7 separate regions of the Mus musculus genome follow, and regions 2, 3, 4, 5, 6 and 7 are each linked to region 1. The links are chromatin contacts, called in public ChIA-PET, Hi-C and promoter capture Hi-C maps. All regions are on one chromosome and are shown on one strand. Each heading gives the region's core, a stretch centred on a gene start, on an enhancer-like site or on the middle of the called end of the contact. The rest is flanking DNA. Distances are from core to core; before and after follow the strand shown. Region 1 holds the start of Cep83os (centrosomal protein 83, opposite strand). Region 2 holds the start of Nudt4 (nudix (nucleoside diphosphate linked moiety X)-type motif 4). Region 3 holds the start of Ube2n (ubiquitin-conjugating enzyme E2N). Region 4 holds the start of Socs2 (suppressor of cytokine signaling 2). Region 5 has its middle 25 kb from the start of Gm33230. Region 6 overlaps 2310039L15Rik (RIKEN cDNA 2310039L15 gene). Region 7 overlaps Cradd (CASP2 and RIPK1 domain containing adaptor with death domain).

What was found. Promoter capture Hi-C pulls out the DNA fragments that hold promoters and counts their contacts. A called contact is a pair of places that touch in the nucleus more often than the background predicts. ChIA-PET counts read pairs in DNA pulled down with a chosen protein or histone mark. Capture Hi-C pulls out chosen DNA fragments and counts their contacts.
Region 2: an RNA polymerase II ChIA-PET map of memory CD8 T cells shows a contact between it and region 1, with 5 read pairs. The contact joins the promoter of Nudt4 here to the promoter of Cep83os in region 1. A contact is called at or near these places in 1 of 39 promoter capture datasets (pre-B cells) and 2 of 115 datasets of contacts at active chromatin or transcription factors (large pre-B cells and memory CD8 T cells).
Region 3: a promoter capture Hi-C map of pre-B cells shows a contact between it and region 1, with 7 times the contacts expected there. The contact joins the promoter of Ube2n here to the promoter of Cep83os in region 1. A contact is called at or near these places in 6 of 39 promoter capture datasets (3T3-L1-derived adipocytes, the C10 cell line, hematopoietic stem and progenitor cells and 3 more), 1 of 15 datasets of contacts at CTCF or cohesin (the NIH/3T3 cell line), 5 of 484 Hi-C or Micro-C datasets (B cells, CD8 T cells, the G1E-ER4 cell line and 2 more), 16 of 115 datasets of contacts at active chromatin or transcription factors (the 230-238 cell line, acute myeloid leukemia, astrocytes and 11 more) and 3 of 9 other capture datasets (adipose tissue, liver and macrophages).
Region 4: a contact with region 1 is called in a promoter capture Hi-C map of adipose tissue. The contact joins the promoter of Socs2 here to the promoter of Cep83os in region 1. A contact is called at or near these places in 9 of 39 promoter capture datasets (the 3T3-L1 cell line, HPC-7-derived erythroid cells, embryonic stem cells and 5 more), 4 of 484 Hi-C or Micro-C datasets (LSK cells, embryonic stem cells, palatal mesenchyme and 1 more), 8 of 115 datasets of contacts at active chromatin or transcription factors (astrocytes, embryonic basal ganglia, embryonic forebrain and 5 more) and 4 of 9 other capture datasets (adipose tissue, embryonic stem cells, liver and 1 more).
Region 5: a contact with region 1 is called in a Hi-C map of B cells, with 14 read pairs. The contact joins the enhancer-like site here to the promoter of Cep83os in region 1. A contact is called at or near these places in 1 of 39 promoter capture datasets (embryonic stem cells), 1 of 484 Hi-C or Micro-C datasets (B cells), 1 of 115 datasets of contacts at active chromatin or transcription factors (embryonic limb bud) and 1 of 9 other capture datasets (liver).
Region 6: a contact with region 1 is called in a promoter capture Hi-C map of liver, with 2.8 times the contacts expected there. The contact joins the enhancer-like site here to the promoter of Cep83os in region 1. A contact is called at or near these places in 4 of 39 promoter capture datasets (hematopoietic stem and progenitor cells, hippocampal neurons and liver), 1 of 484 Hi-C or Micro-C datasets (embryonic stem cells), 2 of 115 datasets of contacts at active chromatin or transcription factors (the 230-238 cell line and acute myeloid leukemia) and 1 of 9 other capture datasets (macrophages).
Region 7: a contact with region 1 is called in a promoter capture Hi-C map of embryonic stem cells, with 1.9 times the contacts expected there. The contact joins the enhancer-like site here to the promoter of Cep83os in region 1. A contact is called at or near these places in 2 of 39 promoter capture datasets (embryonic stem cells and pre-B cells), 4 of 115 datasets of contacts at active chromatin or transcription factors (embryonic stem cells, forebrain, memory CD8 T cells and 1 more) and 2 of 9 other capture datasets (adipose tissue and liver).

Annotation. Positions count from the first base shown.
Region 1 is chr10:94,686,830-94,690,098 of GRCm38.p6, forward strand. It overlaps Cep83os (centrosomal protein 83, opposite strand), which reads right to left and starts at 1,784. Exons shown (of 3, transcript NR_015524.1): 1 at 1,404-1,784. It overlaps Cep83 (centrosomal protein 83), which reads left to right and starts at 1,961. Exons shown (of 16, transcript NM_029852.2): 1 at 1,961-2,217.
Region 2 is chr10:95,562,382-95,565,650 of GRCm38.p6, forward strand. Nudt4 (nudix (nucleoside diphosphate linked moiety X)-type motif 4) reads right to left here and starts at 1,765. Exons shown (of 5, transcript NM_027722.5): 1 at 1,281-1,765. The coding sequence starts at 1,376.
Region 3 is chr10:95,513,564-95,516,832 of GRCm38.p6, forward strand. It overlaps Ube2n (ubiquitin-conjugating enzyme E2N), which reads left to right and starts at 1,599. Exons shown (of 4, transcript NM_080560.3): 1 at 1,599-1,674. The coding sequence starts at 1,645. It overlaps Gm46239 (a long non-coding RNA gene), which reads right to left and starts at 693. Exons shown (of 2, transcript XR_001779843.2): 1 at 637-693.
Region 4 is chr10:95,415,169-95,418,437 of GRCm38.p6, forward strand. Socs2 (suppressor of cytokine signaling 2) reads right to left here and starts at 1,689. Exons shown (of 3, transcript NM_007706.4): 1 at 1,450-1,689; 2 at 1-23. 5730420D15Rik (RIKEN cDNA 5730420D15 gene) reads left to right here and starts at 2,207. Exons shown (of 5, transcript NR_045339.1): 1 at 2,207-2,511.
Region 5 is chr10:95,387,806-95,391,074 of GRCm38.p6, forward strand. It overlaps a transcript of Socs2 not described here. Among named protein-coding and RNA genes, the nearest start is that of Gm33230, 25 kb to the right of the region's middle. Within about 2 kb of position 1,471, at least 97 of the 459 cell types and tissues checked have an H3K27ac peak or open chromatin away from gene starts, as enhancers often do. A contact at or near this core is called in B cells and liver, where this site is marked.
Region 6 is chr10:95,339,318-95,342,586 of GRCm38.p6, forward strand. All of the region lies in intron 1 of 2310039L15Rik (RIKEN cDNA 2310039L15 gene), which reads left to right. Among named protein-coding and RNA genes, the nearest start is that of 2310039L15Rik, 4.7 kb to the left of the region's middle. Within about 2 kb of position 1,559, at least 1 of the 459 cell types and tissues checked has an H3K27ac peak or open chromatin away from gene starts, as enhancers often do. A contact at or near this core is called in liver, where this site is marked.
Region 7 is chr10:95,263,023-95,266,291 of GRCm38.p6, forward strand. All of the region lies in intron 2 of Cradd (CASP2 and RIPK1 domain containing adaptor with death domain), which reads right to left. Among named protein-coding and RNA genes, the nearest start is that of Cradd, 59 kb to the right of the region's middle. Within about 2 kb of position 1,814, at least 160 of the 459 cell types and tissues checked have an H3K27ac peak or open chromatin away from gene starts, as enhancers often do. A contact at or near this core is called in adipose tissue, embryonic stem cells, forebrain and 4 more, where this site is marked.

The sequences.
Region 1 (3,269 bases), core at 534-3,033:
AGGCCTTTCTAATCACAAGGTGTACTGGCTAGTTTTGTGTCAACTTGACACAGCTGGAGTTATCACAGAGAAAGGAGCTTCAGTTGGGGAAGTGCCTCCACAGAGATCCAGCTGTAAGGCATTTTCTCAATTAGTGATCAAGGGGTAGGTCCCCTTGTGGGTGGTGCCATTTCTGGGCTGGTACTCTTGGTTCTATCAGAGAGCAGGCTGAGCAAGCCAGTAAGGAACATCCCTCCATGGCCTCTGCATCAGCTCCTGCTTCCTGACCTGCTTGAGTTCCAGTCCTGGCTTCATTGGTGATGAACAGCAGGGTGGAAGTGTAAGCTGACTAAACCCTTTCCTCCCCAACTTGCTTCTTGGTCGTGATGTTTTGTCCAGGAATAGAAACCCTCACTAAGACAAATGGTTATTAATATATACACCTTGATTTTCTATTTAAAAATATTGCTATTTATACTAATCTGTGTCTTTATGTGAGTTGGTGCAGATGTTCTCAGAGGCCAAAGGCATCAGATCCTGAGAGCTGTAGTTACAGGCCAATTTGAGCAGCAGGACCTGGCTTCAGGGACCTTAATATGGGTCCTTTGGGAAAGCAGCAAGCACTTCTAAACACTGAGACATCTCACCACTGCGGATTTTCTCCTATTTTTAACGGTTTAAATGTTCATCTAGCATTTACTCTTCTCTGAGAAATAAAGTTTTTCTTCAGTTGTTAGTCATCTCTCCAGTCTTCTCCTCACTTTCCAGTGATTCTATTTTATTTAATTTATTTTATTTTTTTAACGGATATTTCCACTGGTTACAAATGATTTGATTTGATTTCAGGATCTGGGGAATCCGTAACGCCTAATTGAATTTACAGAACTAGGGATTAAGATAATCTATAAAAATGCTGCGGCACTTGATATAGGACTGTTCAGCAAATTGTTACTGTCAATGTCTCTCACACACACAGGACTTCTGCTTTCTCTATTCTGATCGTGAATGTGTCTCCCACATACCTCCTTTATATAACCTACCCATAATAGTATGCACCCTCATTTCTAGAAAAAATGGTGACAGCTCAGTTACCACTCTACCCAGAGCCCGGATCTAGTCATCTCCTGCATGTTCATGAGAGGTGAAGATAAGCTGTGCTTCATAATGCACTGTGGCGATCCAAGGCCACAGTATGGAGGCACTCAGCAAGCATGGGTATAGACGGGATGCATGTTTCTCCCATCGCCCACCCTGAAACGCGAAAAGCCTAATTTACCTTAGCTTTTAGGTCACAAATATTATCAAAGCTGTCACCAAGTGTCAATTTAGTTTGCAGCCTGGAGACCAGGAGCCCACCCTGTTATATTACCCCTAAGAGCAGGCGGGCCTACAGGATGGGCCTGGGGCAGGAAGGAGGTCCTGACCTGACTTCCCTGGTGGCAAGCTGGGGGCGACTCCGCACTCACAGGCTGACTGGGTGCCAGAGCCCGGAAAATCCGCCCAGCAGGCACGATGACAAGGCGGGCGGGAACAGAGGTGGCGGCGAAGAGCACCGTCCAAGCCCTCCGAGAAGGAAGTGTGACAAGGGCACAGAGTCCCTCAGCCCACCGGGAGTCGGGCGTGAGGTGACATCTGCCGTTCCCCGGGCTCGCGGGCTTCGGTGCGGCCCACAGGGACGTCCCAGAGTGGCATCCTCACTTTTTTTTTTCCCCCACAGCGGCAACAGCTACCCGCGTAACCGTCAGCCCGCTCCTCTCACCAACGGCTCGGACCTTGGGCGGCGCGCGGTGCTGATGACGTAGGACGGGGAGGCGGGACTTCCTGCCTCGCGCCTCGCCGGGGCTCGGGACGCGCGCGGTCCGCTCGGGAGTGGCGGACGGCGGGCTGAGGGGGCGGCGTGTCGGCCGAGGAGGGCGGGCCGCGGAGGAGGAGCCGGCCTTGCAGCCGCCGCCCTCTCAGCCCTCCGAGTTTCCCGGGCTACCTCAACCTTTCCCGAGGCGTGGGTGCCCTCGCGGACCGTCCGGCTCCTCGGTTCGCCTCCAGCCCCGCGGCGGCAGCGGCCGCTTGGACCGCTCCGGGCCCCACACCCCAGCCGGTGGGACCGTCCCGAGCCCTCGGCCCCAATGCCTGGGAGAGCAGAGCGGAGTGGGTGGCGGTGGTTGGAGCTGTGCCGGGGGCTCCCGGTGGCGAGCGCGGCTGCTGTGCTGGGGCGAGCAGCGGGGACCGTGTGTGAGTTTGGTAAGTCACCTCTCTTCTTTTTAGGCGTGCTGGGCGTCTGCTTGGAAGCCTGCGGCACTCCGCGCCCGCCCTTGGACCCGGGTTTTGTTTCCTGGTGAAGCAGTGTTAGCCGGTGTTAGGAAGGCAGGCCCTGAGATGAGTTCTGGATGCAAGGTTTTTCTTTTCTTTTTCTTTTTTAAAGCACGTGAAACTCCTTTCGGGGCTCTTTGGTGCACTGCGGCACGGTAGCCAGCGGAGTCATGGGGTTAGTGTAAAGCACCTCTAGGTTAATTGGTGGGGGAAAAGCCACGCTGTCATCATTTTCCTTGTCCTTAAAGGTAGTCATAGCAGTGAGGTTTGCGGATGTTGCTGAGGTAAGGTCTGAACTGTGGGAAGTGTATTTTGGGCTTGGTACTTTGGCAAGTTCTTAGTCCAGTTTCTGACTATGATAAAAAGACTCTTGGCTTTTTAAAAATGCCCTAGAGGGCATTTAAGTGTCTTTAAGTCTTTGCTTACCTTCTAATTATCAGACCACTTTCTTCTCGAACATGTTGAGGATCAGGCTAAATTTGTTCTGATGATTTTTTTTTAAATATGTAGTGAATTCATAATATGTTCAGGCTGTTAGTATAAAGTACTAAACTGAGATTTAAAGTACCGAGTAGGTTGTTAAAGCCGTGCTTCTGTTACCAAGCAACATCACCGTAAACAAGTCTAATATTCAACTAGAACATAAGTAAATGTGGCCTGTTAATCTGAGTTTGGAGCGAGTTGGAGCTCTTCAGATTTATGCTTTTAGTTTATAGGTGGCTACATTTGTTGCCTTTTGTAGTCAGATTTCAAATAAATTTTATCTAGAATTATTAGAACACTTTGATTGTTTTTGTTGTCACACAAGACTATGGAGAGTTGTAAATGGATTTGAGTTCTTTTTGGTTGTTACATATTCCGGAGTATGCTGGGTATTTCTCTTTGAGTATTTCTTTTCTAATGAGATAAAGTATGCAATCTGTATTTAATAATATTCTTAAATAAAAAGATTATAGCAATTTAGAGTTACATACATTTGAGAG
Region 2 (3,269 bases), core at 515-3,014, 880 kb after region 1:
TTTACCAAGAGGCCAGCTTTCTGGGGTAGGAACTACATCCCTAACTATGATTGCTACCTAATTCTGTCATCTGGACAAAGAATTTCTGCTCAAAGCCGTCTTCTCACCTATAAAACAGGGCGGACCAGTACTACCTCCAAGTGCTAAAAGGATTAAATGTAACACTCCCGGGTTGCACCTAACTCATTGTAAACGCTCAGCTAAAAATCCGATAGAGCAGTGAACAGGTCAGACTGGATCCTGGGTCACTATTCGCTATTACATGTTTTTATACTTAGTTTGCCTTGCCCTAGCACGGCACCTCCTTCAAAGACTCCCCCCACCCCATGATAGACTGCATTTAAGGCTTGTTGGCCTTTTTTGTCCTTTGTGCACTTTTAAAAGGTCCTATATTCCGTTCTCTTCTAAGTAGACTCAGCTCAAAGACCTTTCTCTAGAAGTTCCTTCGGGATTTGGGTTTAACACTTAGAAGCTTTCAAATCAACCTTTAAAATAAATAAATAAAAAGCAAAAGCGGTTTAAAGATCCTAACTTTCAAGCACGCGGCTATCTGTTAACCACCACTGAGTGTACGCTGTCATACTTATCATAACTTCAGGGGCTAGCAATAAGGAAGCCATTAGATCCCATCTCCAGTTTTATGCTTGGTGCTTCCCTGGACGCGGCTACAGAAGCAGAACTCAGAACGCTAACTTTTTTTCCTCTATCAGTTCATTTTAGGCGTGGCAGCGCTACAAGATTTCCCCCAGCTACCAAGTGACTGAACTATCCAGAGCAGGATGAAAACGGAATCATTTTAAAACCGAATAGAACTGAAGTGAAATAAAATAGGCTCTCCCAGAGATTACTCCAAAGGTCCCTATCCGTCCAAAGCAGGGCGAAGGGTCGGGTAAAATCACACGCCGCTCCTTCCCAGATGTCAAGTCACACCGCAGAACAGCCTTGAGAAACCAGAAGAGCGAGAGATGGCCGGGCTGAAAAGGGCAACTTCGCCCCGTTCCTGGCCTATCTTGTCCCTTCTGGCGTCATTCCACATCTCTCGCTGGCCATCTTTCGGTCGTCAGAAAAACTTTAAAAGCGGAGTCCGCTTTGCAAAAGGAGGTATCTACGTAATGAAGCCAACAGCTTGCGACCTAATGGGAGGTCTAAAAGGCAGGCTGGCGAACCCCGGAGGCCGATCTCCAGCTCCGGGCGTGGGGGTTGCCGGTGACCCGCAGGCCCGGGCGGTGCAGGGGGGTGCGGGATGAAGCCCGGTCGCCAGCCTTTGTCCCCGCGCTTACCTCGTCCTCCTGCTCGCTGCGGAAGCACAGGCAGGCCGCCCTCTTCTTGAAGCCCTCGCGGTCGTACGTCCGCGTCTGGTTGGGCTTGAACTTCATCCTAGAGCCGGGCTCCTGCAGCCGCTGCTCCGGCCGCCACCGTGGGGACCCGGCCGCCGCCACCCCGCCGGGGAGTCGGGCCGAAGGAAGTCGCGATGCTCGGGCGCCGGTGGGACGGGCGGCGGCGGCGGCACGGACACGGACGGCGAGGCCGGGCGGCCGCCGGGACGCGGGGCGGAACGCGGGTCACTGCAGTCCGGGCGCAGCGGTGGAAGCGCCGCCTCTGCTCCGGCGCCCGCCGCTCTCCATGGAGCCCGCCGCCGCTCGCAGCCACTCCTTGCTTGCACCCGCCGCCGCCGCCGCCGCCGGGGGAAGAGCGCGGCTCGTGGCTCGTGCCACGCGGAGACAGTTGGAAGCGACGGTGCAGACCGGGCAGAGACGCCGAGGATGCGCGCCGCCCCCTTCGCCCGCATTTAAGCGGGGCTCCCGCGCGCGCGCGCCGGCGCGCTCCCTCCTTTGGGCGCGCCAGTGCGCCTGCGCGCCAGGACCGTTGCCGGGCGGGGGTAGGGTGGGGAGCTGGGGGCGCGGCTTCGACCAGCCGGGGGGCGGGGCTCGAGGCCTAAGTCTAGGGCTCCGCCAGCTCTGCCCTGCCCGCGGGCGAGTGCTCCAGAGGCCTTTTTTTTTTGGGGGGGGGGGTGCGCTTTGTACAAGGCCAGGGAAGGGAAGCGAGCAGAGACCTCCTCGTTCTCCGTTTTAGAGGTCCGATAGAGTTCCCTTTAGGGACGGACCCCAGTACTGGGTCCTGGAGCCAAGGTCCCCGGAGCCATGGCAGGACTACTGAAGCATCGCGGTTAGCATTGCTTGTGAAGGCTAGGAAGGTTAAATTCATTGAGTTCTCTCTCTCCTCTCCCCTTCCTTCTCCCTCTCCCCACTTCCTCTGTTTCGATGAGAGTGCTTTTATGTGCTCTTGAAGAGTCAGCTGAGGCTTTGAAGTGGACTATAGCCAGTTGTCTGTGTTGTGGCATCCCCACCTCCGCTGACCCTCCAGAGTGCATTCATGAACACTGGTTATGGCTGTTATTCTGTGTGTATCTCATTCTAAGTAAGGCCATAGCAGTAAATCAGTGGGATGTTTGTTGTCTGGAAGCTTACAGTTTTAGGCACTTGGAACAACTCCCAATATTTCAGTGCTATTGAAGAGCCAAGATAGAAAGTAGGAGACCGGTGGGCAGTGGTGGTGCACGCCTTTAATCCCAGCACTTGGGAGCCAGAGGCAGGCAGATTTCTGAGTTCAAGGCCAACCTGGTCTACAGAGTGAGTTCCAGGACAGCCAGGGCTATACAGAGGAAACTCTGTCTCGAAAACCTAAAACCATAAACCAAAAAAAAAAAAAAAAAAAAGAAAGAAAGAAAGAAAGAAAGAAAGAAAGAAAGAAAAGAAAGAAAAAGAAAAAAAGTAGGAGACCTGACATCACTGGAATTCAAGAAAACCCCTAATCCAAATCAGGTGTGGAATCCCAGGTATGTGATCCCAGCACTTGAGAGCCCAAAACAGAAGGATTCGGAATTCAAGGCCATTCCCTGCCATTTAGAACTGGTGAGACTAGACTGGTCTACATGAGACCCTATTTCAAAACCCGAACTCCTAACCTACAGGAGCTTCACTTCCCACAGAACTGTTTAGACAGCCACATCCGTTTTGTTTTTCATTCCTGGAAGGCCTCCGGTGTGCCAGGCTCTGGCATCTTACAAAACCGGTCAGACCCTGCCCCTCCAGTCGAATAAGAACCTAAGAACAGAGAATTAGTGACCAATCACGGGGCGGAATATTAAATTGATTTGGGAGTAGTGGGTCTCGCAGATCTTTGACCAGAGGGGAAAGAAGCAAGCATCGAAGGCAGCTAAGGCAGCAAGGGGAGGAGGGGCTGAGAAGACAAAAGAGTCAAATTCTCAG
Region 3 (3,269 bases), core at 349-2,848, 830 kb after region 1:
TTCTGAGACAGGGTTTCTCTGTGTAGCCCTGGTTGTCCTGGAACTCACTCTGTAGACTAGGCGGGCTTCAAACTCAGAAATCTGCCTGCCTCTGCCTCCCAACTCTATTTCTGATTATGAATTTGATGTGACCAGCTGGGATTGTCTCCCTGTGATGCAACTTGGGGCTAAAATTAACCCTTTTCCTTTAAGTTGCTTTTGGAGGGTGTTTTACCACAGCAACATGAAAAGAAATGGAAACACCCAGCGATCCTTGTGAGACACCTCCACTTTTAGGGCCCTCATTCTATGAGTAATCCAACGCCTTTGGGGATTACAGGCTTTTCTATCCCCTTGAGAAGGCTAGGCTGACTTCAAATTGGCAATTCAGAAGACGAGGCCTAAATCCCTGTTTCTAAGAACTAGGCAAGTCCAGGCCTCAGAAGCTGCCCCACCACCTGGCCTGAAGCAAGGACAGTGGGTCAGCAGTAGTTTCCAGACTTCCTCAGCAACAGTTTTCAGCCACTCATGTCCCCACCACACCCCTAATGTGCTTTAAATCTGAACTGTGAGCTCACTTCCAGGTCTCCATCTTGGAATGAGAGACCCTAGCAAGCTGGACTTCTGCAGAATAAAGCCCTCTCTGCGTTTACATACCGTTTGGGTCTGGGGTATCATTCTTCAGCGAATCATGCATGGACCCTTACACTCTAATCAGATCCTTCTTCTAGTTAGCACGTAAATCTCGATTGCTAGGCTCAACCTTAAGTGGTGGCACAAGCCTAGCTCTACTCAGGGGGCAGAGGCAGGAGAATCACGAGTTCCAAGTCAGCTCGGTGCGTACAGAATAGAGAGCACCAGGCCAGACTTGGTTACATAGGGAGCCCTTTCTCAGGAAAACCAACAACCACAAAGATTAAATATCCTGCAGGATCCAGGCGTTTAGAGGCCGTGCCTTTTGCCTCCTCCCTTGTTCCGAACTCTCTTTTGGGGAGCGCCAGAGAGGCCCCCTTTTTTATGTGAAATTTAAACGTTTAGAAAAAATTTTTTTTGTCGCGGGTGTGTGTGTGGTCCTTGGCAAGCAGCGTTATTCCCAGTTAGAAGCTTTGGTATTGACTTCCGGCCTGTTCGCCACCGAGGAGGAGCGCGCGACCCGCCTGCCCTGTCCGCAGGGAACCGCTGCAGCGCCAGCCCGCCACGCGCACTGCGGACACGCTGAATGAACAAACGGAACGAATGAATGAATGGGCTGCGTCGGGGGCCGGGCCTTTGTTACGTCGCCCCCCGACGCAGGCGTGGTCGCACGTACAGCGCTCGCTCGTGGACGCCGGCCGCCCAGTGTTGCCGATTCTGCCACGGGCCAAGAAGCTCGGCGCCGCCTCGCGCCGCCTCCCCCCAAGTCCCTGCCCCGCCGCGGAGCGTCACTTCCGCCACCCCCGGCTGGGGTTGGGGCGGGGAGCGCGGGGGAGGGGGCCACCAGGTCGGAGGGAAGGCTGTCGGAAGCCCGCGTCCTAGCAGGGACTACATTTCCCGAGGGGCCTCGGCGGAGGTAGCGACAGGCGGGCGCGGCGACGTTCCCCGGAAGTGGAGCCCGGGACTTCCACTCGAGCGTGAGGAGAGCGGAGCCGGAGACAAGAGCAGAGGCCGAACTCGGGATCTGACAAGATGGCCGGGCTGCCCCGCAGGATCATCAAGGTAACCGCCCAGGCGGGCTTCGGGCCACTGGCTCTGCTCCGGCGCGCCGGGCCGCGCGGCCGTCCGCTTCCCTCCGCAGCCTCCGAGAGGCCTCTCTAAGGCATCGCGGAGAAGGGTCCGGCCTCGGCGGCGAGGAAGTCGGGCGCTGAGGAGGGGGCGCCGGGGAGACTTCCGGCCGCCTCTGAACGCCGGACAAGCGGGACGCCCGGGCGGTGCGGCCGCGGCCGGGGAGGCCCTGGCGGCTGCCCGGGAGAGGGCGGGGCTGCGGGCTTCGGGCTCTGGCGCGGGACCGGTGCGGGCCTCGGCGGCTTCTGTTCCTCCGCGGGGCGGGAATCGCGGCGTGGCCTGGACTCTGGGCGCGGGTGGTGGCCCGTGGCCGGCCGCTCTGCCCCGGAGCTCCCTTCTCTTCCTCCGCAGGGGCTCGGGGCTGCGGCAGTCCCGGGTGCGGAATGAATGGACCGACCCCGAGAGCCGGGCGGGGCCGCGGGCCGGGAGAGGCCGCTCCGGGAGGGCCACGGGGTTCTGCCGGCGACAGCACAGGTTGGTCCTGGCTGCCCCGCACCTCCTAGCGACGTCCGGGGCTGGCCGCCCGGTTGCCCTGGCTTCCGCGTTCGCTTCCCGGTGTTTCTGCTGGGTAGCGCTGTGATTGTACTTCGGCTGGCTAACTCTTTGGAGACTGTTCTCTTCTCCGAGGCAAGGGCCTCAAGGGCCTCGGTTATGGGGATGATCTGTGAAACAGTTTGCCTCTCAGCTTTTGTGCGCCTTATTTGAGCGGCCCTGGGGCTCTTTAGGGATACTGAATTTTGATAAATACATAAGGAACCACGGGGGTATAAACCTCGTATCTTGATTTCCTAAAATCTTTACATAACACCATTAAGTCTTCATAGTGTTATAACCCAAGAAAACTAAATTTTTAACATTTTTTGGCATCTGTTTTTTTTTTTAATGTAGGAAATTGGTTAAAAAAATCTTGCACTGCCCAGTTTGCCAGCTAAGTGCTCAAATTGAAGCTTCACTTTGCTTGCTGTAATCCACTGAACATATATTTATAGCATTGTTCCACTCTTCCAAAGTTTTAGGGGAGATTTGTACAAAGTAAGTGGAGGGCCTCTTTGAAGGGTGTGAGACACTGTAGTTCTTCAGGCAGTCACAAATGTCTGTGAGGCTGGGGTGTCATTGACAGAAAGGTGCTTGAATTAGAAAAACAAGCCCTTTCATAGGATAAAAACTCTTACAAAGGAAGAATACATTTTCCACGAGCACTGGAATCTCCTTTTTAAATTTGTTTTATTTATTTATTTATTTACTTATTTATTGGTTTTTCTCTGTGTAGCCCTGGCTGTCCTGGAACTCAGAAATCTGCCTGCCTCTGCCTCCCAAGTGCTTGGACTAAAAGCATGCGTGTGCCACCACTGCCCAGCGAGCACTGGAATCTTAAAACAAATGTTTATTGCTGTGTTATGAATCTTAGAACATTTCCAAGTAGGTTTTTGGGCATTGGAAGATCCCGAATATAGTTTAGTTCTGATATATGCACATAGCCACTAGTGATCATGTAAACCAAGATTCCGTTTGATAAATGGCTGCTTCGC
Region 4 (3,269 bases), core at 439-2,938, 730 kb after region 1:
AGACACTGTCACCCACAGATCGCCTGTGAAGAAACAATGGAACAGAGATTGGGTCAGTCTGGGCTGAACCCCTACGGCCGAGGTGGGGGTGGGTAAACAGACACGTGGAAAATCCCAGGGACTCCTCCGCCTGCGTGTTCTGTACCATTTAACCCCGAGCATCCAGCTAACGCCCTGCCCAACTCTGGGGAAAGACGGGTAAAAAGGGCAGAGATCCAAGACACTAAAGTTGGCCGGAGTAGAGGGGTGAGGAGGGAGACAGGATGAGAGTAAACAAGGTGTTTTCCCGCCGAAGAACTGTGTGCTGGAATTACACACAGGCAGCCCAGGAAACAGTCACCTGCGGGTCCGGATGGATAGGCCTTTGTCATGGGCAAGTGGGGGGTGGGGGTGGGGGGGAAAACATTACACAAAGAACCGGGCAGTTCTCTGCACTTGGCATTTCCATCTTACATTTCGAGCAGCCCCAGGGCCCTTGGGAGGATGCATCCGGCAAAACCTGGTTCCACGCCCTAAAGCGCCGCAGGGCTCCTGGGTCGCCAGCCGAGGGTGCTGCGGTGCGCTAGCGGCGCGCCAGCCGCTGCATCCCTGCCTCGGAGGCGGCCTCACCCCCACTCCTGCCGCTTCCTGGAGCACGCTCCAGACGAGGATGGGGGGCTCAGCGGCGGTCGCTCCAAAACGCGGACCGCGGCTCCTGCGGCTGCCGCCGCGGGCGCTGTCGAGGAATCGGCCGGAGCGTGCAGCCCCCGCCGGAGCTCCAAATGAGGCCGGGGCTGAGCCCGCAACAGCGAGCGCAGCGGGCCATGCCATCAACTGGGACTGAGGTCTTACCTCCACCGCCGCGACTGCCGCCTCCGCACTAGGCAGCCTCCCCAGCGGACAAGGGGCGGGGGAGCCAGGGGGCAAGGAGGGGTGTCCGTCTGAGTTCCCCGGGTGACGTTTATTTGTGGAAGGAGATGCCTGGGGATGCAATCGGCTCTGCGCTCAGTAAAAGCAACCGAGTTTTTCTGCGCCAAAGGCAGACAAAAATCCCAGGGATCGTCGCCTAGCTTCCCCCCCCCCTCTCCGCCCCAGGCTGACACCCCTGCTCGCCAGTGCCGGGTTTCCCTCCAGTTGAAGCGGAGGAGATGGGAGAAAGAGAAGGGGTGGGGTGGGGGAGCAAGGGCGGAGGCTGGCGGGGAGGAGCGGGAGATCAGGTTATTAGGATTATAAATTTGGGTAGCAGTTGTTGGGGGGTGGGGGTGCTCGGAAAATTTCCCGAGACCGAGAAGGAACCCGGGAGAGAGGAGGCAGTTGAGTCCGGATGGGGCAGAGCCCCGACTTGAACTCTCCCGGGGCGCCCTAAACTGCGGACGCCCAGGCGGTCCGCCGCCGCCCCCGTGCTCGCACCCCGCCGCCCTCCCGGCCACTGTCCCCCCGGGCGGAACCTTCGGGCTTCGCGAGCGGTACCTGCCGCAAGCTTCCGGGCTCCGGGCACAAGGGATCTTGAGGGCGCGCGCCTGGAGTCCCGGCGCGCACTGTCCGAGACCCGCGCAGCGTTGGCGGCTGCGGGAGGAAAGGCTCATGCTTCAGGGGGGAAGCCCAAGGCCCGGGAGCCGCAGAGGCGGCGAGACTTGGCAAGAGTTAACCGTCTGTCCCCGGAGCCGAGTGTGCGCGCGACTTCCCAGCCCGACGCGCCTCCCTCGCTCCCCGCCTCCCGCCCCTCGCGCCCCGCCCGGCCGCGGCGGAGGCCGCTTTCCAGGAACTTTCCAGGAATCCGCCTCACGTGACCGCAGCCCCCGCCAGCGCTTTAAAGAGGCCCCGGCCGCTAATGCGCAGGCTTCAAGGGAGCCGGGTGGAGAGAGCCGGTGCGGGTGCTGGTGCTGGTGGCTGCGGGGTGGAAGCCTGCGACTCCGCCCTCCTCTGACCCTGCACCTCGGGGTGCTCGGGAACAAGGAGAAGTCCCCAGCCAATGCCTATTAAGCCACCAGTACCTGCCCCTGTGTCTGCAACAGCTGAGCACCTCGGTCCCGCGAATAGCAGCCCCTCTTCTCCCCAGCCCTCCACGTAGGAGGGAACCTTTAGGCCAGCCATCCACCCCGCTGTGCGCCTGCCAGACGCGACCCTCCTCTCCTCCATGTGGGATGCAGGACCAGCGTGCGGGAAGGGGGCGGGGCTCAGATGTCCGTCCCTCCCTCTCTAAGACACACACAGAGCTAGAGCTAGCACGCCACTGCCCAGGTCGACTACCACTCCCGGGCACCTCGGGAAGCGAACCAGAGACTGTCCCCTCCGCCAGCATCCTAGAAGGCCAGGAAAGAGACGAGCTGAGCGCCTCCTTAAAGCTGCGCAGACTGCCCTCAATCCCTCCCCCCTGGAGCTCCAACTGGTAGTCCCCTGCATCAGCCTTGCCCAGCTTCTCCTTTCCTCCTCAGCTCAACTCCTGCTTGCCCTTCGGGAGACCCACCCTGGCCACCCTACAGAGGAGGTGCCCTTACCTGTGCCCGGGTGGGGTGCGGGGTCACAGGCCTGGTGCGTTTGTCTCTGTGAATCCTTGCAAAGCCAGGGACCCGGAGTTCGTATTGATCCCAGTACTTCTTTCCTATTGGGACCCTCACCTCCCACTCTGTAAGAGGCCACCTAGCCTCCGCGCCGGCATCCAGGCACGCCGGCTCCTGAAACGTGACCCACTTTGAATGTGACCTACTTTTTTTTTTTTTAACAGAAAAACAAAAACAAAAAAAAAACACTCATGGGAAAACCGGATTCGAAATTTCGATAACCATTTTTCTTTGAAATACTGTTCTGTTGCCCCACTGCTCAAAAGCTTGAAAGGTCAATGGCCACTTTTAGTTGAAGCTGTGTCTATGGGGAAGTTGGGCAAGGGTGGCCAGGAGAGGTTGAGAGAGGCGCGGCTTCCAAGCCTTGCCTGGTGCCCCGCCTGCCGGCCCTGGAAGGAAACACAACACGACCGGCCAATTCCAAGGCCCCGAACCAATTTTTATCCACAGTAATTTTTTTCCTCTTAAATAATTCTATGCACTTACAGAATGGTGAACGCGAGGGGAGGACATAAGCCAGCTTACAGGGGCTTTGTCAGCGATAGATTCGTATGTGTGGCCGCGGAGGGGGGAGGCTGTTTTCCTGGAATCTTTGATGGGAAGGATGCCTCTTACTCAAGTTTTAGAAAGCCTGTGTAAAGCCAGGGAGTAACTTAGCAGGATGCTTACCTTCTTTAGGTCCCTAACGTTTTCTGTAAACTTAAAAACAAGATGTCGGTGAAAGGTTAG
Region 5 (3,269 bases), core at 221-2,720, 700 kb after region 1:
TAAGAATCTTCCAGTTCAGAAGAACAGGAAGAAAAGGAAGTGTTTGGAAATTGAGCCTTGAACAGGTAAGGTTTCCTGAGCTGTTTGAGCCAAGCCCGGGTGCAGGCATTCAGTGAGGCATTCTTCTTCCACCATGCCACAAAGTAACTGAAGCTTTTGCAGCCAACGGAACCTCATCAGGAAACAGTACCACACTCCAGCGGAGAGATGCCAAACTGAAACTATGTGTGTTACATTCACAGGGATGCTGGGTGCTCGCTGTGCTTTTGCTTGGCAAACCAAACCAACATTTGTTCTCCATATTCCATCGACGTGAGATCAGTAGATCCTGGCGAGAAATTTCCCAGATGTAGTTTCTCCTATGACAGCCGTCAATCATCTCAGCAAGCATGGGATCCCAAGCTTGGTTTTAACTTGGGTTAAAGCAATCGGCGAGGGGCAGGCAGCCTCTCTTCTGGTGGAGCTTGCCCAGAGTCTGATGGGTTTGATTGCATGTCCTAAGACTGTTCCATGCAGTTCCTGGGAGCCCTTTAAATTGCCAAGCAATTGCCACAGATGATGCTATGTTGGAAAAAATGTCTTGAGTCTCTCTGTAAAAAAGAACGCAATGAAATGAGCTTAATGAACAGAAATTTGATGCCTCCTCTTCTTCTTCTCCTACTCTTCTTTTCTTTTCCTTCTTCTTTCCTTTCCACTTTCTCTTTCTTTACAAATGGGTTTCTTTTTTAAAAAAAAAAAAAAATATATATATATATAACTGTTTTTTACTTTATGTGCACTGGTGTTTTGCCTACGTGAGGGTGTATGTCTATGTGAGGGTGTCAGATCCCCTGGAACTGGATTTACAGACAGGTGTGGGCTGTCATGTGAGCGTTGGGAATTAAGCCTGGTCCTCTGGAAGAGCAGCCAGTGCTCTTGACTGCGGAACCGTCTTTCCAGCCCCTCCAATGGCTTTTTTAATAAAGCAAATAAGACGCTAAGAAGGATAAGTGATTTCCTGATTATGTAACTCGAATCTAATGTAGCAACTAAATTCCTTTCAGGAAACTGGACCGAGTCCCATGTAATAACAACATCCCGTTACCAGTGTCAAGATGGAATGTGGCGAGGTGGGAAGGAAATATGTTCGAAATCGAGAGCTGTGATGTCCGGCTGGTGACTCACAGAGCACCCTGGGCTCTGCTTGTGAAAGGCTGACTTGGGGCGGGTCACCTAACATTTCCGAGCCTTGGTTTTCCTAAATGGAAACAGAAACGACAACAGTGAGTATGCTGGAAGATCAAACAACGACCCCCGAGAAAATGTCAGCATCGCCCGGCATGGCTGCCACAGGATAGCGTCTTAAAGCTGAAGTCTGCTGACATTCAAATGTCTGGGTTTCGAGCTATTTTTGTTAGCAATGACGTCCTAAAAATAGGACACACTGTTTATTTGCATAGCTTGGGAGAAGAGCTATGACTCGGGTCTTCGACCAAGTAGATTCAGTGGTGGAGAACCAAAGAGCCTGGCGAGAGCCTCTTGGTTCAGACCACATCCTGGACCTCACTCCAACGAAGTTTGAACACCCGTGGAAACACAAGCCCCTCCAATGCGACCAGCCAGGCCCTTGAGAGACTCCCTTCAGGAGGAGCTAGTGTTAGACGTTTCCTGTTTCAATGAGAGGACTGGCTGACACCCTGGCTATGAGTAGTATGGGCCTCCAGATTTCATGGGCTCCTCTCCTCACTGTCACCGCTGCTCACACCTTGTTAGGGAAGCCTGTTCCTAGTTTCCAGATTAAAGATCTGGTGGGGGCCTACGCTGTCCTGGGAACTGAGCATCTATCAGAGATGTCCATTCCCTGAAATAATCCCTCCACGATCTCTTACAGGCCTATCATCTATCCTGAGACTCTAGTTAGGAATAGATTCATGGGCATGACCAGTAGACAATCAGAAGCGCCCATAGTTACTCAAAATATAGAGTAACTTCCCAAATTTGATTTTTCATTTTCATGTTTTCTTCATGTCAATAACATATATCTCACATGATTTTACATATTAACAAATGGTGTGTGTGTGCAAGCGCATGCACACACACACATGCATAGATGTGCTAGCAGTATTCTTATCATTCTTTCTTTTTTTTTAAAGATTTTTTTATAATTTATTTATTTATTACATGTAAGTACACTGTAGCTGTCTTCAGACACACCAGAGGAGGGCGCCAGATCTCATTACAGATGGTTGTGAGCCACCATGTGGTTGCTGGGATTTGAACTCAGGATCTTCGGAAGAGCAGAGCAGTCAGTGCTCTTAACCGCTGAGCCATCTCTCCAGCCCCCTTATTATTCTTTCTTATTGTATCCCTAGATTTATAAGTTGTCCTGTGTCTCAGTCCACAGTCACACACTCACGTGACTAGAAAGCCACATGCTAATTAGGTCATCAGCAATGTGAGGTTCCTAATTTTTCAAAGATTTAAATTTTTATTACATATTTAAAATTTTCGTTGTCAACTTTTAAATTTTCCATGACAATTAATAGAAGAAGGAATGAGAGTTAGTAATAATAATAATAATAATAATAATAAAGTTAATGCGGGGGCCCAGAGCGAGTGGGGCCAGAGCAAAAGGGAGAAGGGAAGGGGGAAAAAAAGTTAATGAATAAAGATACTTTATAATGTACCAAGAATGGGTATCCATGTTTATTTTTTTTAACCCTGCATATATACAAAACAGTAAATGGAAGCTCAGATTCAAAAGTTTGCGGGGAACTTACAATAAAACTGTTCATCGTGTTTCTTTAAATCCAGACTCCTCGTGTGAACTCTTAGAACCATTTAAGAGTTCAGCAAGGTACCTAGATAAAAATTAATATCGCCAAATTAACAGTGACATTATTATGTATTATCATGTACATACAGATAACTAAGGGCATAACTTTTAAAAAGTGTCCATTAATAATAGCAGTAAAACTGTGGGGAATTCGCAGACAGGCATAACAAAGGGTGACTGAGATGGAGTCAAGTTAGATCGACCCACAACACAGAGAGGTAAATGACAAGACACAACATGGGCAATACTTTCCAGTAAATACAACCGCATTGAAACTACAGTTAACATCTACAGTTTCCCCTGTGGTATCTGGCAAGTTAGTTCTTACGTTCATACTAAAGAATCAAGAACCAGAAATCACTAAGATAACAGAAAGGCACCTGGCCACACTAGACCAAAAGGCTTATCCTAAAGCCATGGCATTGGCTAACCCAGCACAGGGCACCGTCAAGGG
Region 6 (3,269 bases), core at 309-2,808, 650 kb after region 1:
TTTTTCAGGTTTATTTGATTTATATTTATGTGTCTGTGTGTGTGAATGCCACACACACGTAGATACCCAAGGGATCTAGAAGTTTCATGCTGTGGTCTCATCCCTGAAGCTTATCCAGGTCAGATTTCTGGAGCTGAAGTTACAGGCAGTTGTGGGCCCCTTAGCATGAGTGTCAGAACAGACCTCAGGGCCTCTGGAAGAACAGCAAGTGCTCCTAACTGTTGAGCCATCTCTCAAGTCCCCAGTCTTGCATTCTTAGTTATTCTACTTATATATCAAATGGAGATCACAATCTTTCCTTTTCCTTGTCACTCTTTCTTTGTTTCTCAGACTCCCTCACCATAACATGGGTACTTTTAATGTATGTGCTGCTGACGTCACTATGGAGCTCTTACTGGCTCCCAAAAGAAAGATACTTAGCTGGAGAGAGGGTGGTCTTTGATGTTGTGGTCTTCATCATCTACCAGACTGGATTTAAAATCACCATGGAAACACACGTGTAGGTCTGTTTATGAGGGTGTTTCTAGAAAAGTGTGTGACCTAGAAGGGAAATGCACATATCCTGATGGTGGTTGGTCACACTGCATGGGCTGGCGTCTCAAACTGGATAGAAAGGAGAAAGTTAACTGAGTGTAAGTATTTATCTCTCTCTTCTCTTTGACTATGGATGTATCATGACAGGAGGCATCAGTCTCTTGCCACCATGCTTTCTCTGTCATGATGGACCATACTCATGCAACCCTTTGGTTGGCGTACGCTGTGTAAAGTTGTCCTTCCTCACCTACCTAAGGCATTCTCTAATTGGCTTTCATAAAAAAAATGTATGGCCAGTTAGCAGGGCAGGAAGTGGAAGGTGGGACTTCCTGGGAGGGAGAAAGGAACTCTGGGAAGAAGAAAGAGGAAGGCCTTTTCTCCAGAAGACTTGAGGGTAGAAGGAACTGACTATGGGCCTGGGAGGTATAGCTAGCCACGTGACTGGGTGGGACTAGGTGATCGGGTTAATAACTAGGATGAGCTATTTGAGAGTCTGCCCAGCTAAGGCCTAAGCTTTGAAATACTAAAAGCTCTCTGTGTGGTTATTTGGGAAACTAGCCGGTTAGGGAATATTTGCTGCCATATTAGCTTCCAGCATTAATTAATATGTACAGAATATTAGTAGTAATCACCCTTTCTTCTTTAAGTTGCTTTTGTCAGGTAATTTATTACAGAAATGAGAATGTGCCTAACGCAGTGTGTTTGGATATGTTGGATATTCTGTGTCTTTCCCTTTTCTATGCAAATACAGCTGGCACGACTGCACTGGCACGACGGCAGTGCCCTGTAGGCTTAGACTTTTCTGTAAACCTACTTTATTTAGGGTTCTTAATCACTTCAGCCTCCCTTTTAGCCCACTGACCAGAGGTAAGGGAAAAACAAGGTTGATAGGAAAAGGGGTTTGTGGGCCTGTTTAGAAATAGTTCTTTAGGGTGATTTCCCTCTTTGTTGACAGGATACCAGTAGTCCTGTTCAATAGCAAACACCAAACATAAATCAGTAGTGGTGACAAGGTCCAACAGAGACCTCAAAGCTCTGCCAAAAAAGCATGAGTCTGCAGAAGTGGCCAGAGTCAGCCGGAGTACCATGAGAAGTTCTTCAGTGTGTTTCTCTCTATGAGGTGAAGACCAACGAAGACCAGCAAAGCATTGCACAGCCAGCGAAGGCCAGTGAGATGCTGCACAGCTGGTGATGCAAGAGCATCCTTTCACTATCCGTGGGGTTCCATTTATACTCTTTCCAGACATCAGGGTCTCTCTCAAGAGTCCACTCCAGCAAAACAACATGAGTCTGTTTTAGCAAAACATCCTCTTACAGACAGCTTCCAGAAAAATATCATGTGACACAACTGAGTTTCCAAAGAAACCAAAAATTTCCACTTTATAGCCCTGCAAACAGCAACAACAAAAATCTGTGATCCCAGAAATTATCAAAGAATAGGTATTGACAAGGAAGAATTACTTGGAATAGGCTCAAAATAGCCGAGTATCTTTGGGTTCATATCTGTGGATGAATTTCATCTGCTAGAAGCTATGACCTTTGGAAGACTGTGGGAGAAAGTACACTCTGGTCAAAAGGCAAATAATGAACCATTGAATGCTTGAGTCTATGTTCCTGTTTAAATAACACTATAGTAAGTTGAACTTGCAGTAAGTGGAAGCTCAACTTCCTTCCAGAAAACTGTCAGTAACAATAAGAAATTTATGTGTTTATGTAGGATGCTAATTTCATATTTCCATTACAGTTACTTAGAATGCAATAGCTCTGAGAGCAGAAAATTTAGTAAAAAGGAAAGACATTTAAAACAAACAAAAAACAAACAAATTTTTGTTGGCATGCTAGCACATGTCTTAAGTCCCAGAACTTGGGAGATGGAAGTTGGAGGATCATGATTCTGGTGCTAGCCTAGGCTACAGGGACCTCATATTTGTCATAATTATTACATAATTATGGGCGAGTCTGGGCTATAAGAGGCTTCATGTTTGTCATAATGATTATATAATTATGGACAAGTCATTTCCATTCTCTGTTCTTCAGGTATTTTTTTCCTTTTCCCACTAATTCATAAGTTTATTAAATGTATAGCCATGAGAAAGACTTACACTGGCATCTCAATCATCTTAAATATATGTGAAGAAACTTCTGTTTATATGATGATTTATAAAATACCATTTGAAAAATAAATATTTTATTTAACATTCATACATGCATATAATATAGGTGGTTAGCCAGGCATAGTGGCACATGCTTTTAATCCCAACATGCAGGAGGCAGAAGCAGGTAGATCTCTGTGAGTTTTAGGCCAGCCAGGGCCACATAGGGAGACCCTATCAATAGGAGTAAGAATAAGAATGTTATGATGGTTTAAATGAGAATTATCCCCATAGTCTTATATATTTGAGTACTTGGTTTAAAGTTGGTGGAACAGTTTGAGGAAGATTAGGAGGAGTGGCCTTGTCAGAGGAGGTGTGTCACTGGGGGTACGCTTGGAGGCTTCAAATGCTCTTGTCATTACCAGTTTCCCCTCTGCCTCCAACTTGCAGATCAGGATGAAAGCTCTTAGCTGTTCCAGTACCATTCCACCCTGTTTGCTGCCATGCTTCATGCCATGGTGTACACTGACTTAACCTCTAACCTGTAAGCCCTTGATTGATTGGTTGATTGATTGATTGATTGATTTTATAAGTTGTGTTGGTCACAATGGCTCTTCATGGCAATAGAAAATTAACTAGGAC
Region 7 (3,269 bases), core at 564-3,063, 580 kb after region 1:
ACTAATACAGAGGGTAAAGAAAACAGTTTAAGACTTTCTTAAACTCACTTATCTTTACTTAGTGATTCCAACTTAACTCAGTTACACAGAAAAATAATTTTTTTTTGGATACTATAAAGATCAAGATATGACCAGGAAGATTGCTCTCTCAATAGAGAGCTTGCCTTATAAACAGTGGCTCGCAACCTCCCTAATGCTGCGACCCTTTCAGACAGTTCCTCATGCTGTGGTGACCTCCCCCCAACTGTAAGATTATTTCATTGCTACTTCATAGCTGTAGTTTTGCAGCTGCTATGAATTGTAATATAAATATGCAACATTCAGGGTATCTGACCTGTGACCCCTGTGAAAGGCCCTTTCGGCTCCCAAAGAGATCTGGACCCACACGTTGGGAACTGCTGCTTATAAGCATGAAGCCCTGAAACAGATCTTCAGAACCACACAAAATGTCAGGACAGTGGCCTAGGCTTGGAATGCCGTTCCTGGGAGACAGAGACAAGGTATCCTGGCGCTTGCTAGCCTAATCCATGAGCACCAGGCCAATGAGAGACCCTGTATCAAAGAAGGTAGCAACTGTTCAGAAGTTGTCCTCTGGAGCACACATTAGTAATAGTAATAATAATAATAATAATAATAATAATAGGAGGAGGAGAGCTGGAGAGATGGCTCCATTGTTAAAAGCACTGGCTGTTTTTTCAGAGGAAACAGGTTCAATTCCCAGCATCCATATAGCAGTTAACAAGTATCTATAACTCCAATTCCAGGGGATCTGACACCTTCACACAGACATACATGCAGGTCAAATACCAAAGCACATAAAAAAAAATAATAAATATTAAGTGTCAAATCATTTAAAATGTTAAAATATTACAATATAACATTTCATTACATAACCTCAAAGCACTACCTAGAAACCAAAGATTGTTCCCAATAATTCATAGCACACACAGCCTGGACTGGAACCTAAATGTGAACACAATAGAAAGCTCATTTTTATCATGATTTTCAAATACATCCACACCAATTAAAAATATGCGGAAAAGAGTAATTTTAGCCTTTCATTGTTTAAAGAACAGTTTCTCAGAGAATTCCAGTTAGTGTTCGAAACAACAGTGCAATCATTAGAGTTTTCCAGCGATGGAATTGTGTGCAATCACAACCACAGCAATCAGAAACAGCCAGATTGCTAGAATGTCATAGGGGGGGGGGGGATGACAAGAGGACAACACTCTGGTCCACCTCTAGGATTCTGTAGAATAGTTCTGTAACTCAGTAACAGAATGCTGGGTTTATCGGAGTTCCGGTTCTGTTTCTACTATTAAAGGGCCACGTGAACTCACTCCATCTTAGTTCTCAACCCTATTTTCAGGGCAGCATGGATTATCCCCATTGCGTGAGTCTAAACAGGAATAGCATACAGTCTTTAAAATTTTTAAGGGCAGGCTTTTGTCTACAGGACGCCTTTGCAGAAGCGAGGTTTGAGTGAGGCTTCAGGTCCATGGCGGGAGAGGAGACGCTGGAGAGGCCAGGCCGGCTGTTGGTCATAGGGCTGATAGGGCCCAACACACACCAGTGCTAACACCTGGCTGCAAGCACGGAACCAAAACTCATCTCACACACTAAAACCCCCAGCAAGCTAGTACTGCTGTCTGGGCAAAGCTCTGCGGAGGCCGCTGGAAGAAAGGCGAGTTTCCCGGTATTCCCGAAGCAGTGCCAGTGTTTGTGCAAAGCTCACGTTTCACTCCGGCTTGGGATGGAATGGAGTTTGTTTCCTCAACAGAGTCGAGTTGCCCTGGTTTTGATGGGGTGAGGGCATGTCGATCGCTTCACGGGGTTGCCTTTCCTAATTGCACACAGGCAAACACTCACTCTTCGAAGGGTGCTGTCACCCTCGCGGTGGCAGTGGCGGTGGCGGTGGCGGCGGGGAAAGTCTGCACCCTGGAGCGGGGACGCTGCCTCCGGCTGCAGCCCCCTTAGTCTTAGCCTTATCGCGGCACACACCAGTTCCTAGAGAAGAGATTCCGAGAAAAAACCCCGGGTTCCCTAGAAACATTAAATTAACACAAGGGATCTGGAAACGAAACAGCAGATGCCTGAAAGCCTTCCCCCTTGCTGGTTTCCTGCCTTCTCGGAAAATCTTTGCGTTAAAATAGATTGGATTACCCGACTCGGCCAGATGCAGCTCTAGACCTGCTGAAAGTGCACAGGAAAGCAAGCCGTGTGCCATCTTTTAGAAAGATTTTTTTTTCTTTCCCAGGTGGTAGAAAACTGCCTTCGGGTTGTTGGTATTAGCAAGGACTGGAGGCTGAGTTGCTTGAGTCCCGATAGAAACTTTCCCCAACTCCGACTTGCAAATCTGATAACCCGAGAATGCAACAGAGTAGGGTAAGCGCAAGACTTGCCTTAGTTCCGAGCCTAGGAATAGGATGCCTCGTCCCCTTTTTACTAAGAAGAAAATGTCTGTTTTATTCTGGAATCTACCTTGACCAAAACTATGAAACCAGAATAAAGCTAACAGCATTTCCTGGGAGTCACAGAGGTTGAAGGCATTCTGTCAGGCTTCTCATCAGAATCTCAGAAAATAACTATCTCAGAAAGTAACAAACTAACCCCCCAGGAACCCTGTCTGCATCATCTCGTACTCTCTAAATTCAAGCTACAACTGATAACCACACATCTGAAAAGCAGTCAGCCGTGGGCGCCTAAGTATATTCCATTTCTGAGGCATCTTCCACACACAAATTATTTTTGGTAGCTGAGAATCAGATGCAAAGCTTCCTATGAGCCTTAAGAATTTTAAAGAAGAAATACAGTTTTGACTGTAGCTTCCTTCCTTGATACATTTCACTGGTTTCTTTTGGTAATCCTTACAGAGGGGCTCAAGATCCTTAGGCTCTGTTTTTAACACCGGCCCTTGTTTCTAGTGAATCAGATCATAACCTGTAGTTATAAAAGGATTCTGTGCTTAGCCTGGGCTTGGGTGCTCTGGGTGGAGGAACACATTTCAAAATCCTCTAAACAAAAAGACATGTCTTTGCCTACGCATAAGAACAACAGAACCTATTGTAAAACCCTCAGGCGGACAAAATTACCTCCCCAGAAGCCGCTCTGGGTACTCCTGCATAGAGTATGGAGGAAAAGACAAAGGACAGTTTCATATGGACTTCCCCTCTTCCAACTTTACCGCAGGCCTCAAGAAAGGCAAGGAGGACTCTAAACTGTTTATAAGAAAGCAAAGAAAAATGTTGTAAGGATTACTTGGCTAGCAG